Regions from separate parts of the Anser cygnoides genome. Here region 2 is linked to region 1. The links are chromatin contacts, called in public Hi-C maps. All regions are on one chromosome and are shown on one strand. Each heading gives the region's core, a stretch centred on a gene start, on an enhancer-like site or on the middle of the called end of the contact. The rest is flanking DNA. Distances are from core to core; before and after follow the strand shown. Region 1 holds the start of IRS2 (insulin receptor substrate 2). Region 2 has its middle 140 kb from the start of COL4A2.

Region 1 (3,459 bases), core at 576-3,075:
CTGCGGTTGCTGGCGGTGGAGGAGGAGGAGAAGGGCCGCGGGTCGCCGCCGGGGCTGGAGCCGTACTCGTCGAAGGACATGAAGCCCGCGTCGCTGGGCGAGCCGGAGACGGAGGCGCTGCCGCTGGACGGGCGCTGCGGGTGGTGCGGGTGCGGCGGCTCGGAGCCCAGCCCGCTGCTGGAGGACAGGCTGACGGGGCTGGTGGCGGAGGGGGGCGAGTGCGAGGCGGGCATGGACATGGAGCGGCTGCCCTGCAGCCCGCCCCCGGCCAGCACCGGCAGCAGCTTCCCCGCCGGCCGGGCTCCGCCGCCGCCGCTCAGCGTGTGCGAGCGGCTGAGCGGGGTCCGCACGGGGCCGGGGCTCATGGGGCTGCCGGCGGCGGAGCCCACCCGGCAGCCGTCGCCCTCGCTGGCCGTCCGCACCCGGCACGGCGCGCACTTGGGGCCGGCGGCCAGGCTGTCGGTGCGGGAGCGGCGCAGCAGCCCCGTCTGGCTGGGGGGCAGGTTGACCAGGTGGTGGTGCCGGCGGCCGGGCACCGTGATGGGGTGGGTGGCCGAGGAGCCGCCGGCCCCGCCGCCGCCGCCCGCCCCGCCGGAGGAGGAGGAGGACGAGGACTGGCTCTTGCTGCGGGGCCGGAACTCGGACAGCTCCTTGAGCGCCTTCATGGCCTCCAGGATGGTCTCGTGGATGTTCTGCGCCACCACCGAGTCGTCCGCCTGCATCCACAGCTCGCCGGGCCCGGTGGCGGCCGAGCGCCCCACCTCGATGAAGAAGAAGCTGTCCGAGTGGCCGCAGCGGCGGATGTTCATCAGCTGCAGCGTGACCGACGGCAGCTCGCAGTTGAGGCGCACGAAGCCGATGGTGCGGGCCGAGAGGCACAGCCGGTGCACGCCGGTGAGGTTCTTGCTCTGCCCCAAGCCCTTGGGCTTCAGCGTCACCTGCCAGACCTCCCGGTAGGCGGCGGCGGCCGGCGTGACCAGCCCGTAGTTGAGCTCCTCGCCGGCGGCCGCCAGGGAGGAGGCGGCGGCGGCGCTGCAGGAGGCGGCGAAGGGCGACGGGAGGTGGCGGCGCGGCGAGCCCTGCCCGGCCGCCTTGCCCTCGTTGAGCAGGTCGGTGAGCGCCCGGTACCAGCCCTCCTGCTCCTGCTCGTTCTCGGCCGCCACGGCGAAGTACTCGTCCTTGGTGTAGAGGGCGATGAGGTACTTGTGCTTGGCGTCGGCGCGCTTGTTGATGTTGAGGCACGAGTCCAGGGCGATCACCCGCTTGGGCGCCCCGGACTTGTTCCTCCATTTCTTCTCGCTCTCGTAGTACTCCAGCCGGGCGCCCCCCGCCTCCTCCCCGCCGCCCGGGCCCCGCAGCACGAAGAAGCGCTTGTGGCCGTGCTTCTGCTTGCGCAGGTAGCCGCACTTCCTCACGCCCTGGTTGTTGTTGTTGTTGTTGTTCAGGTTGGGGCCGGGCGGGGAGCCCGGCGGACCCAGCACGGCGGGGCTCGCCATCCCCGGCCCCGAGGCGGCTCGCTGCCCGCGCCGGGCCGGGATGGGCGCCCGCAGCGGGGACACCGCGCTAGGAGGCGGCAGCGGCGGCTGGTGCTGCCCCGGCTTCCCCGGCTGGGCTGCCGGCGGCGGCGCTCCTCCTGCTCCTGCTGCTGCCGCTGCCGCTGCGAGCGCTTCCCACCGCGCCGGGCTGCTGCCGGTGCTGCTCGCGCTGCCGCTGCTGCCTGCGCCGGCGGGAGCGTGGCAGTGAGTAACGCATCGCGCACCGAGTGCCCCAACTAAAGAGCAAAACAACACGTGACCGCCGAGTTACCGAGGCGCTCACACACCGAGACGGGGCGGGACCCCGCCGCCGCCGCCGCCGCCCCGCATTGGCCGCCGCGCCGCGCGAGCGGCGGCCGCCGCGGCCAATCGCGCGGCGGGGCGGGCGCTAAGCGGAGAGGCGGCGCGCTGCCATTGGCCGCCCGGCGCCTCGCCTCCCCCCGCCCCCGGCGGCGGGCCCCTTCCCGCCCACGGCCCCCGGCTCCCCTCAGGCGCCGCCCGCGGCGGCGGGACCCGGCCGCGCCCCGCCCCCGGAGCGTGCCCGCCTCAGGGACCGTTGCGACCGTTGGCGGGACGCGGGGAGCGCGGCGGAGGAGCCGGCGGCGGCGGCGGGGCGAGGGGCACGGTGCCCGTGGGCTCGCCGGCCGCCCCTCCGCACCCCTTCGCCGTCCCGGGGGGCTGCCGTCAGGTGGCGGCGCCCCGCCCGCCGCGGGCCCCCGGAGCCGAGCTTCCGGGCGTGTGCGTGTGCCCACCGCCCCTCCTCCTGGCTCCGCACGCGCTCACACACTCACACGCGTGTGTGTGCGTCAGCCCTCCCCACGCACGCACGCAGAGCGGCGCCCACCTCACGCCCCCCCACCCCCCCCCCAGTTTCTCCTTCCCTCCTCCGCCGTTATCTGCGTGCGGCGGGGAAACGCCGCCTGGAGCGGGGACTGTTTAATGCGATAAATCCGTTTTTACGCCGCGGGGCTCACGCCGAGCACCCCCGTTCCCCGGGTGGGGGTGCCCCTGCCTCTTGTACGCACCCCAGGGGGGAGAAAAGTGAGGCTGCGGTCGCGCAAATATAAAAAAAAAAGAAAGAATAAAGGGGATGGAGGGGGAGAGAAAGCGATGCGGGGCCGCCCGCAGCCTCCTTTGGAAATGAGCAGCTGAGGGAAGGAGGGGGAGAGGCTGGGGAAGACCACCGTGGTGGTTCGTCATGCTGGGAGGCTGCCATGAAGCGGCTGCTGAAGGAGGGCCTCTCCCGCCGCCTCACCGGGAGACGCTGGGTCTTGGCTGGGAGGTGGCGGGGTTTGGGTTGTTTCTTGGGGAAGGGGAAGCAGGGGGAGAAAGGCAGGCGGTGGAGGTGTGAGGCCCTGACCTCTCTCCCCAGGGCGCCCGCCGTGCGCTGCTGATTCACCGGGTCACCCTGGGCAAGGTCCTCGCCGCCTCCCCGCGCCCCAGCCGAAAGCAAGCCGTCCTGACCCTGTTTGCTGTCCTGGCAACGGGCGCCGGCTCCTGTGTCTGGAAAATGCATGGAAGAGGTAGGGAATTGTAAATTTAGATGACGCGTCGTGATGGCACAGCAGACCTCAACGCGGAAGGTTTCGTATGGAAAAGCAGGCGTAGTGGCTGTGCTACCGACAGGCTGTCAGCTGCAGGCTTCAGGGGAGTTAGGTGAACCATTTCTTGCCGCTCCGAGCAATCTGGGCCCGTAAACACTGTCAGGAGTCATTTGTCTGGAAACCCCTTGCAAATTTGGAAAGATTTTTCCAGACGTTTATGAAATACACGCGGTGACCTTACGCACGCATTCTTACATCTGACATGCTAAAGAAGATGAATATTCATTTCTCTAAATGGTATTTACATATATGTAAGTCATTACAACGCGTTCAATAAACGTTTTGATGTAATGACTAGCTGCAGAACTAAGCAAACAATT
Region 2 (3,125 bases), core at 245-2,744, 140 kb after region 1:
ATATATGTATGTATTATCCATAAGAAGAATCCCACTAGAACATGGAAAGACACTATCTGACAACAGGATATGGCCAGCAGATGTGCATTTCTTTTCAGTAAGTGCTAACACAGCTTGTACAGTGCCTTAGTTTTTCAGTCCTACCAGCCCAGGCAATCCCATCAGGTAGCCGTGCAAATTTGCCAGGCCTTAGCATACTTTTGCACCTACATTTTTACTGAAACTGAACCAAAACAAAACAAAAAACAGCTCCAAATCTAGCTCCTTTGATAGTTATAAAGGATTCTCCAGGATTAATTTTTTATGGTCAATTTACACCCAATGCGCTAAGTCCCTTCTCTATTAAACAGGAAGATTTTTTAGCCCCTTCCTTGAAAATGTGTGGGCAAGTTCTGCACTTCTCATCTCAGAAAAAGAAGAGCTAGGATGGATCAAAGAGGCCACTTGTAACAGTCCATACACCAGGATACTTGCTCATCCAAAGCATCCTCTTCTACTCATTGCTTCTCCTTCAATACAGGCATTTCCTGGAGCCCAAAGAAAGAGCAAGTAATATGCTGTCTTTAGTATACATGCTTCATTTCATCTATCATTACTTTGCTTTGGAGACTTTACTTTGAATACCATACTTCAGTGATTTTCCTGTCTTCCAGGAAAGTGACTGAGAAGACAGAAAGGGACTCTCTCAAGTTACTTGGCATCCTATGTACGATACTGATATATGTGATCCAGCTGCAACTACTGCAATTCTTTGGATTCTGTGTAAGGTTGTATAAAGTAAAAAGTCTAACATATGCAATGGAACATAAAAAAATAAACATTTTTTTTCTTTCTTTTTTGGTCACTATCCAGCAGTGCCAGACAGTTTGGGGCAGAGCATGATCCAGCAGGAACAGACCTGGCCCAGAAGTTAAAAGACTGACCTTTTTTCTTACTTACTGCATGTTATTTCATTTCCCTTTTTTTTTTTTCTTTCTTTTTTTTTTTTTCTTGCTTGTAAAATGGGAGCACTGGTATTTATTTGCTATTTTAAACAACGAATCAAAAATCTTGTATATCAGTTTATTCTAAGTGATGGTTGAAGATAGTTACTTCTAAACTCCTATGGGTTTATTTTAGAACTGTGTACATAAACAAACCAGTTGTCTGTGTTTGTGGCTCTTCATATGTTAGTATCCAGTGCAGTTTCTTATAGGAAGTAGAAAACAAAATTTGTTGTCACAAGTCTATGCAACCGTATAAAATTAGATTTGCTCCATAAACACGACGGGAATGTCCTTTACGGAACCCTAGTGTCCCCCGGAAGAGTTGGCGGCATGCAAAAGGAGGTAGATGATCTTACATGTGCCTTCTCTTAGCACTTGCTGCCACATGATGAGTTAATATTTGATTAGGCAGTACTGTATCTATGACACCTGTTCACCAGGGAGACTAGGCCAACAACTGATGTAATCTGCCTTATTATACACTTAATGATAGAGGAGAAGTGCTGCTTTTTCAGCTTCCCACGTCTGCTTTTCATTTCCTCTCCTACACATTCCTGAGGGGTCATGTTCTGTGCCTTGCAAAAGCAAACAAACAACTACAAAATCTCTCTCCCTCGCTCTGTGATCCCCTGCAATTTGCTTGGAAGAAGAGAAGTTAAAGAAATTCCACTCTACTGTGTGTTTCTGAACAAAAATCTACTTGCTAGTAGTTATTATTTTACATGTGTTGGCTAGATTGTTTACAACAAATCAGGACAAAAAAAAAAAAGTGTTGGTACTAAAGCTACTTAGAAGAGCTCAGATTTTTTGTATCAGTGAATCAAGCACTTGGCCAAAGCTTCCAGATCCTCTTCACAAATGCTGTTTTCAGATTCTCGGGCTCTGACTAATAGGACCTACTCCATTTTTTTTAGGCCATTTTTCTGAAAAGGTGAGTGGCTGTAACTGGAATCCTACAGATGCTTTGAAGCACCTCATCTGAGCAGAATCTCAATTATTCTCTCTACAGTTACTCAGATCTGTGACCCTCAGGTCACGGTGTCTTCCTGTAGGAAATGCAGTGCTTCTGGTTTGCACCACCGGCAATCACAGTAATCTTTGGAATCAGCATACGACTTTTATTTCAAATGTATAAGCTTGTGGTTACACAGAGACTACTCAGCCAATTTGATTCCTGTATTTTTCTTCAATTTGAGCTTCATAAATTCTGTATCTGTCCTGTTAAGAAATCCCCATTTTTAGCTCATAACTGTAGGCAATACCTGAAATGCTATAATTGCCTTTCTTATTCTGAGTAACTCTTGTTACAACGTGAATACATCAGCTAGAGAGAATTTTCTCAAATTTTTATTTCGGGTTTCCTTCCCTCCCATTTGAGAGAGTTCACCACCTTTCCCTGAAGTGAGATTTGTCTTTGAAGAGAGGAAGAGGGCTGCAGTTTCTTTTCATTGGAATGCCAGCACTTCTTTTCTTTTCTATGTGTTTTGTATTAGCAAAGGCAGGGCTGAGAATAAGATAGGGTGTATCTTTCACTGCCTTGGGCTAACTCCTTTTCTTAGTTCAGGGACAATACTAAAAAGCCCGGATGGTATTACAAACAGCTTTTGATCAGATACAATTGACAGTTCCCAATTGCTGATCAAAGGTGGCCAGAAAATCTGTGAAAAAGCTGTAGTCTCTCTGGCAAAGAGAGGAAGCAGTGCTATCATCCCTAGATGACTCTGTTGGGCTACCAGGTGCCAGCATTCACTTCCATCGGGTACGAACCTTCTTACCTGCCAGTGTCCTGGGTCCCAAAGTCATGCAGACGCTGCTGCGGCACATTTTCCATGCTATGGTAATAGGAGGTAAATCTCCACGTGAGTATAAAACAATACTTAGACTTGCCTGGAATCAGTGCCTGAGCATTGCACAGAGTGGGGGAATTCCCAGAAACATTTTTGAAAGTGGTACACAGAAAAAAATCTTGACATGGGATTGCGTTTCAAGTCCCTGTGATTTGGTTGCTACTTTGATCATATCTCACAGGCAGGTTCAGTTCCAAAATTAGGCTGGAAAAAAAAAAAAGTTGCTATAATTATTTACAAGAGATAGGAAGAGGGGAGCACCTTCCACTGCCAGCCACAATGCCCACAAGGA

Evidence for each region. A called contact is a pair of places that touch in the nucleus more often than the background predicts.
Region 2: a contact with region 1 is called in a Hi-C map of liver, with 2.5 times the contacts expected there. The contact joins the enhancer-like site here to the promoter of IRS2 in region 1. A contact is called at or near these places in 3 of 7 Hi-C or Micro-C datasets (granulosa cells and liver).

The regions. Positions count from the first base shown.
Region 1 is chr1:149,233,337-149,236,795 of Taihu_goose_T2T_genome, forward strand. IRS2 (insulin receptor substrate 2) reads right to left here and starts at 1,826. Exons shown (of 3, transcript XR_010827027.1): 1 at 1-1,826. LOC106044456 (a long non-coding RNA gene) reads left to right here and starts at 2,155. Exons shown (of 3, transcript XR_010827033.1): 1 at 2,155-3,058.
Region 2 is chr1:149,372,852-149,375,976 of Taihu_goose_T2T_genome, forward strand. No RefSeq gene overlaps it. Among named protein-coding and RNA genes, the nearest start is that of COL4A2, 140 kb to the right of the region's middle. Within about 2 kb of position 1,495, at least 1 of the 3 cell types and tissues checked has open chromatin away from gene starts, as enhancers often do.